Linked DNA regions of Triticum aestivum: region 2 is linked to region 1. A link is a contact called in public Hi-C data. All regions are on one chromosome and are shown on one strand. The core of a region is the stretch at or near the end of the contact, and the rest is flanking DNA. Distances in the headings are between cores, read along the strand shown.

Region 1 (3,980 bases), core at 1,095-3,594:
CTGTGTCAATTTATTGTTACCTTTTGTTACTCAATATACTTTTCACAAGGGAAGCTGATACACTGCTGGACCATGAACAATTAGAAAACTAATTTAGCTTTGATTCAGGTTTACTCAGAGGAATATATTAAGGATTTATCCGAAGGGTACAAGGATTAATTCTTCTAACTATGATCCAATGAAGGCCTGGACTCATGGTGCGCAGATGGTTGCATTTAACATGCAGGTTGGATTACAATTCCTTACTGTCATGACTCATAAATCACCGTTCGCTCATTTTTGCTTATATTTATTCCTCACATAGTTTAAGTTTGAGCATCTCGCGCATTTGGAGATAACATTTGGTGACCTATCAAATATAATAATCTGGATCAACAATGACTTGAGAGAATGAATAAGGAGTTCTCACCAACTGTTCTAATACTACGTCTTTGCCAAACCTCACCTACTCTTGCTTCCCATTTTATTCACATAGCAAGGCAGCAGAAAAAACTTAACAAAAGTGGGTCTGCAACACTTAAAAATAGTATTATACAGATCAACTTATAATAGTTAGCTGTTTGGACACACTCTGAATCTGAAGGTGAAGTTAAGCTGTTTGGACACACTCTGAATCTGAATTGCTGCAATTGCATCAGTAGCTGTCATGTACTTATAATAGTTAGCAACACTTGATCATTCAGCTTTCTTCCTCTTTTTTGACTGGCCTTTGAAATTTCAGGGGCATGACAAATCGCTAAGATTAATGCAAGGATTTTTCAGAGCCAACGGTGGCTGCGGATACGTTAAAAAGCCCGACTTCTTGCTAAAGACAGGCCCAAATGGTGAAGTGTTTGATCCCAAAGCGAGCCTGCCGGTGAAGAAAACCCTTAAGGTCCACCCACATATACGTATTGCTGAAAACTCTTAAGGTGTCCACCCACATGTACATATTTCTGTGAAAACTAACACATTTTGTAATGCCTACGCAGGTGAAAGTGTATATGGGGGACGGGTGGCGCATGGACTTCAGTAAGACTCATTTCGACGCCTTTTCTCCGCCCGATTTCTACGCCAGGGTACGTGTCTCATGATCTCCTGCGGTGAAAAAGCTCAACTGGAGTGGCAACTTTTTGTTGAGAATGTATATGGTTGGCAATGTTGAATAAAACAGGTGGGGATCGCGGGGGTGCGGGCGGACTGCGTGATGAAGAAGACCCGGACGATCGAGGACCAGTGGGTGCCGGTGTGGGACGAGGAGTTCACGTTCCCGCTGACGGTCCCTGAGCTGGCCCTGCTGAGGGTGGAGGTCCAGGAGTACGACATGTCGGAGAAGCACGACTTCGGGGGGCAGACGTGCCTGCCGGTGATGGAGCTGAAGCAGGGGATCCGCGCCGTGCCCCTCCATGACCGCAAGGGCAACAGGTACAAGTCCGTCAGGCTCCTTATGCGCTTCGAGCTCATCTAGCCAAACGGTCAGCATTGTGGAGGGGGGCTGGTTGTGGTTCAGTCAGTCTGGTGCTATATTATGTGGTGGTAGGAGTAGCCGTATTGTCGGAATATAAAATAATAATAATGTTAATGTTCTTGTGTAGTACTGTAGTAAGTCAGGGAGTTGTGTTAAACTGTTGTCTGCTGTGCTAGTTACTGCTACAGTGGGGAGGAAAAGTGCAGTGCAGTATATACTGGGGTGGGGTGGGGTGAGTAAGATTTTTGTGACAGGAATAAATGTTTCATTCTGGGACTGCCGATGAACTCTACTCTGGCATGGTTTGGTTTGGGAAAAGTTAGTTGGTTGGGGTGGCCGATCTCGGATGTTACACGTGGGATGCTGCTGTTATCGTCAGTCTTATCCATTTTTGCTGATAGAACCAAGGCCGGGGCCCGCTGAACAGGAGGAGCAGTTGGATCTTGGCTATCCTTTTCCTTTCCTTTCCATTCATTGGTGGCATGGGAAATGACATGTGCATATTGCTGCAGAATCCTCCTCAAGATCGAACAAGATCACTGGTTGTGTGCATGGAATAGTTATCTTTCATACGATCCTCAAAAATAAAATAAAAGGTTACTCCTTCCATATCATATCAAAATAGGCGTTTTCTATTTTGATAGGGAGGGAGTATCTGCCATGCGCGGTAATTATTGTACCATGTCAAAAAAAAAAACATGAGAGGAGATGTGCAGCGGCTGTGGCAACGGCATCACACACAATTCAGAGTGGCCAATGGCCACACGAGCACCAGCAGCACGAATAAAGCTGGGCAGCAGAAATAGGCCCAAAATGGAGAGAAAAACTGGAATTTTTCTCTCTTAAAAAAAGCTTTTTTCCCCTTCCCTGTCGTTTTGGGTTCCTGCTCGCGGCTCGCCGCTTCTCCACCTCCCGTGTCCCCCTCCTCCTCCCGGCCACCCCTCCCCTCCTCTCCTCCCCTCATCGAAACAAACAACGCAAGCTCAGGCCGTTCATCTCCTCCGCCGCAGCTCGCCGGAAGGGAACAGAGGGGGACCGCCATTCGTCCACCTCCGCGGGCGACAGAGGCCCGCCTCCGGCTGACCACACATGCGGCCGCTCGCCGGGATCCACCGCGCCACCTAGTGCTGCCGCCGCCGCCCGCCCCGTCACGATGGCGTCCGACCAGCACCCCCTCGACTCCTTCCTCGCCGCCGCCCGCGGCGCTCTCGCCCACCTCCACCTCCCCGGATCCGATTCCAAGCAGCAGCATCAGCAGGAGCAGCGCCAGCCTGACTGCCTCCTCCACCTCCACGTCGTCCTCACCAACTTCCTCCACAAGCCCCTCCGGTCATTCTCGAGATGCTTCGGCAACGACCACAACAAGCCCAGGCGAGGCCGGACCAAACAGGCCACGCCGCCGCTCCTCGACGCCGGGAAAAGGCAGCCGCTGCCGCAGCAGCAGCTGGAGCTCCTGCTCTGCATTGCGTTCGACGCCCTGGCGCACAACCTGCAGGCGCTGGAGGGCGCGTGCAGGCAGAAGGGCGAGGAGTTCGGCAGCGCCGCCCTGCAAATCGACCAGTTTCAGGTCGTCAGGAAGGTCATCGTTGGTAAGAAGGCTGATTTCGACGGGTTCCTCTCCAACCTGGGGTTCGCCAGGCTGGGGGCGCCGGCGGCGAGCTTCGCCGATGACTCCCAGGCCTCGGCGCCACCGGCTGCTGGCCAGGACGGTGTAATCGGGGAGAGGGAAGGGGCTGACAGTGGTGGTGATGCTGCACAGCCACCGCAGAAGTTTGCCGGCCGGTTGCTCAACATCCCATTGTCGAATGTGGAGCGGCTGCGGTCAACTCTGTCCACGGTTTCACTGACGGAGCTGATTGAGTCGGTTCCACAGCTGGTTGGCAGATTGTCGACTTCAGTGGATAGCCATCCAGACAAGAAGAAGCTTTTCTCCGTGCAAGACTTCTTCCGGTATGCAGAAATCGAAGGTATAGTAGCGCCGTTTTCCAACACGAGGAATTCCTCGCATTATACTTTGCTTATTTCGTGTATAGGCTGATGATTTGCATTTGTCAGAAGCTTATCATGTTTCTTGTCAAATAAAGAAATATGTTATCTATAGGGTGCCAAACAGAGAATTGCCGAATGAAACTGCTGTAGGATAACTGTTGAAATGTACTACTATACCTCTGTATCAAAATATAAAACGTTTTTGTAGGCTAGTTTAGCCTACAAAAACGTCTGGTAATACATTGTTTATTTCTATCAGCCTGAACTGCATAATTGTCTTATTCACATAGATGACCTTCCAAGATGCAGATTGAGGATCTGTGCTAATAGTGTAGTGAGCTTTACTCGCGTATTACGTAGAAAAGTGTCTTTTAGGCCTGTGAGCGTTACTTGCGCCCTCGTTGAACACCGGCGAAGGTGATAGTTCCATCATATTGCTTTACCATTTTAATAAACGCTACTTGGACTATGCACTACAATCCTTTAGAGCAAGACTTCTCCAGGTCCAGGGTAATCTAATGGTTGAGAGGGTATTGTATCATCT
Region 2 (3,511 bases), core at 7-2,506, 350 kb after region 1:
CTTTCTAAGCTATAGGAAATATCGTTTTTAACAATATTTTTATCTTCTTTTTTCGTTCTTTTGAGAAACTCATATCCCCCTATTTGTCAGTGTTTTCACATTGATAGTCGACGGAGGCTCTATGTTAGTGTAGATTCCGGCAAACCCTCCACAGGATGCCAGAATGAGTCGGAAAGTCCAAAGGGAAAACAAAGAGTCAATTTACCTAGTTTTAGGGCCCTCGTGATAGAGGTTAAATCCTACTCCCGCTCTTTTTGTATTGATTGTATGGGATACACATAGTACAAGGAATTGTAATGATCATAGGTATACAAAAGAGTTGAGAAATGTGTCTATCGACTAGCCTAGCCCCGCGTGGGAGTATTTTTTGGCAGATCCCTCAATAGGTTACGCTAGTCAGAGTAGATCGGATGAGAAACATGGAAGCATTTACCCAGTATGCCATCAAGGGGCCTAGCATGGGCCATATTTGCGAAGTTTGGACCAAGGCCCATGGGCCTTTGACTAGGTTGGCTTTTTGTTAACTAATGAGCTTGTATTGCGTCGTGCAACCAGTCCTTACTTCATAGGCTCACGTTGCCCATTGTTCGTGCGACACTTCTTCCAATGAACAACCAATGAGTAGCTCCATCGTCTAATAGGAGGCTGACACGTGGAGGATCGTCAGTTTGCCACGTAGTTAATGGTATCAGATCCAAAACCCTACGGTTAACTTAACGGTGACTCGTTGCGGTGACTGCCACATGTTGGATACCCTTGACGAAGCACTTTCATGATTCACGCATTTTCTGTTATGAAAGACCATACTTCCATAACTGAGAAGTGATTATTGTCATGGCCCGTGGCACGCCATGTGTCGTGCTCATCCACCGAGGTGAGGCCCACAGGCCAGCACGATCATTTTTTGAGATTTTTTATCAAGTTATTGGGACAAAAGAGCATGAATGGCCCAAAACAGCCCAAAAGACCGAAAATTACGCGAGCTGGCCCATTTACCATGTGTCCGTCCTCGTTTGCCGAGGTGAAGCCAACGTGCCGGCACAACACGGGCCGCCACGGATCATGCGGGTCAGGCCCGCTTAGGCGCGTGTCGTGCCCGGGCCAGCCCGTTGGCCACCCATAGATCCACCTGGCAAAGTGACATGTGCAGGGCACGCATGAGTCCTTTCTCTATTACCCAAAAGCAAAAGCTGGATGCCAGTGCACACACTAGTGTAAACACGGTTGTCTCAAAAAAAAAAAAAACAGTGTAAACACGGCCGTAAGTCGGCCTAGTCTCTCTGCGGTGAGGACGAACTTGCATATGGTGCGACGGACGGGCATGGGCTGGGAGTAATGATTTGCAGAGCTTCTATCTCGAGAACAAGTGTCACGCGGGGGCGGAAAATGGCAGGGTGGTAGAGGGAGCGAGATTGTTACCGGGGCCTCGACGGCGCGACGCCTCCCGATCTCCTCCGCCGCCTAGCGACCGACAGCGGCGCCTCCGCCTCCCTCCGGTGAAGCTCCCCCGAGCGCTGTGCCTCCAAGTCCCTCTGCCCTCCGGCGACGGCCGACGGCTCGGCTGTCCTTCTCCTTGGTCCGAGCTCCACCCCGCCTGAAGCTCCCGCCCCCTCCGCCGTCGGCGACGGCCCGGCGGTCGTCTTCCACCTCCGTCGACCAGGTTAACCCCCCTCCTCCTCCTCCTCGCCCCGCTGAGCAGTGCCTCCGTGCCTCGCCTCCGGTAAGCTTGAGCCGAAGTTGGATCTGCGGCACATGCAGCTCCCACTCGAACCCTGTTTTTCGCAGCTCACAGCAGAATACGCCCAGCTCCAAGGCCGGGGACAGAAGGTGGTTTGTTGCCTCCCCTTGTTGCCGTCCTGTTCTTGCGGTTGTGATGCCGCCACTTGTTGCGTTTCTCGGAGCTCTGTGTTCTTTTCTGCTCCTTTGTTGCTTGTTCCTCCTCTAGTCTGTTCGTCTTCTCCTGATTCACCCCCAAAATTCCCCCTCTTCTCCCTTTAGCTCGCCTCTGGGATTCTTTCTTTGCCGCAGGGAGCGAGCAATTGAAGCCAAAACGTCACTCTTTCGCACCGATTTGTTTGCTTCCTTGCGCCCACTAGTCCAATCCATCCAGCGATGGATCGATTCAGTTCCTTTTTCCAGCTAAGGTGCGAGAGCAGCTTATCACATCCTAACCAATCCAGTTTATACAGATGTGAAAGCATTGCTACCATTTCACATCATTAATGCTTCCCCAATATACATTCGCATTTCAGGAGTTATTTTTGTTGGTAACATTAGCTGTTTATGTTCTTGTTGAGTGACTGAAATAATGCATGAGGTGTTGATATTTCAGGTTTGATCAGGAGTTTGTAAGAAGCTCCTGGATTATAACTGATCAGATGCTTGGGCGCAACAATATGTCGCCCAACAGACTAGAGGTCGTGCTGATGCTGTTGATGCTCATGGTTTACAATGCTTCAGGTACTCTTAACACATGGATGTTATTTTAAATTACATGAGTGCTTTGAACATGGTTAGTATACTTCATTGTGTTAATGCAATCTGATTTCCCAGTGTGCCAGTGCCTAGTTTGAGGAAAACATATTTTTTGTTCTGAACTGAAGAAAATAGAAGATAATGCATACAATCATACATCCTTTTTTGTATCATATTTTCCTTCACATAAATTTGTTACTGTTTTCTGTTCTATGTAGGAGCATTTGTTGGTATCAACATTGGCACTAACGTGTCAGACCTGCCATCAGCATCAGACATAGTCTCCATCCTTAAAGCCAAGAAGATTCAACATGTTCGCTTGGTTGATTCAAACCATGAGATGCTAGTCGCCCTTGCGAATACTGGAATTGAAGTGATGGTTGGTGTGCCAAATAATGAGCTGCTCCGTGTGGGGCAATCTCGTCCGACAGCTGCTGATTGGATTAACAAGAATGTTGCTGCCTACATTCCAGCAACAAACATCACGTATATTGCCGTGGGTGATGAGATTCTTACTACTGTCCCAAATGCAGCTCTTGTTCTAGTACCTGCATTGCAATTCCTCCAATCAGCACTGTTGGCTGCAAACCTCAATACCCAGGTGAAACTATCAAGTCCTCATTCAATGGATATGATCTCTAAGGCATTTCCTCCCTCTACTGCCACTTTCAACTCGACATGGAGCTCAATAATGTTACAGTATCTTGGATTTCTGAAGAAGACAGGATCTTCCTTCATGCTGAATGCCCAACCGTACTATGGCTATGTGAAAGGGCAAGGTGTATTCCCTTTAGAGTATGCCCTGTTTCGATCACTCAATCCCAACAGTCAGATTGCAGATCCGAACACCAATTTGTTCTATACCAATATGTTTGATGCTATGGTTGATGCCACATACAACTCAATGAAAGCAATGAATTTCACCGATATTCCTGTTATGGTCACAGCTTCTGGTTGGCCATGGCATGGTGCACGCAAAGAACCGGCTGCGGATGTTGATAATGCTCTGGCCTACAATACAAATCTCATACGCCAT

What was found. A called contact is a pair of places that touch in the nucleus more often than the background predicts.
Region 2: a contact with region 1 is called in a Hi-C map of leaf, with 4 times the contacts expected there. The contact joins the promoter of LOC123120546 here to the promoter of LOC123120542 in region 1. A contact is called at or near these places in 2 of 5 Hi-C or Micro-C datasets (both in leaf).

What each region holds. Positions count from the first base shown.
Region 1 is chr5D:252,879,596-252,883,575 of IWGSC CS RefSeq v2.1, forward strand. LOC123120542 (calcium-dependent mitochondrial ATP-magnesium/phosphate carrier protein 1) reads left to right here and starts at 2,345. Exons shown (of 7, transcript XM_044540551.1): 1 at 2,345-3,414. The coding sequence starts at 2,601. It overlaps LOC123120543 (phosphoinositide phospholipase C 6), which reads left to right. Exons shown (of 9, transcript XM_044540552.1): 6 at 109-226; 7 at 722-874; 8 at 972-1,058; 9 at 1,154-1,734. The coding sequence ends at 1,447.
Region 2 is chr5D:253,227,208-253,230,718 of IWGSC CS RefSeq v2.1, forward strand. LOC123120546 (glucan endo-1,3-beta-glucosidase 4) reads left to right here and starts at 1,257. Exons shown (of 5, transcript XM_044540555.1): 1 at 1,257-1,660; 2 at 2,333-2,460; 3 at 2,694-3,511. The coding sequence starts at 2,379.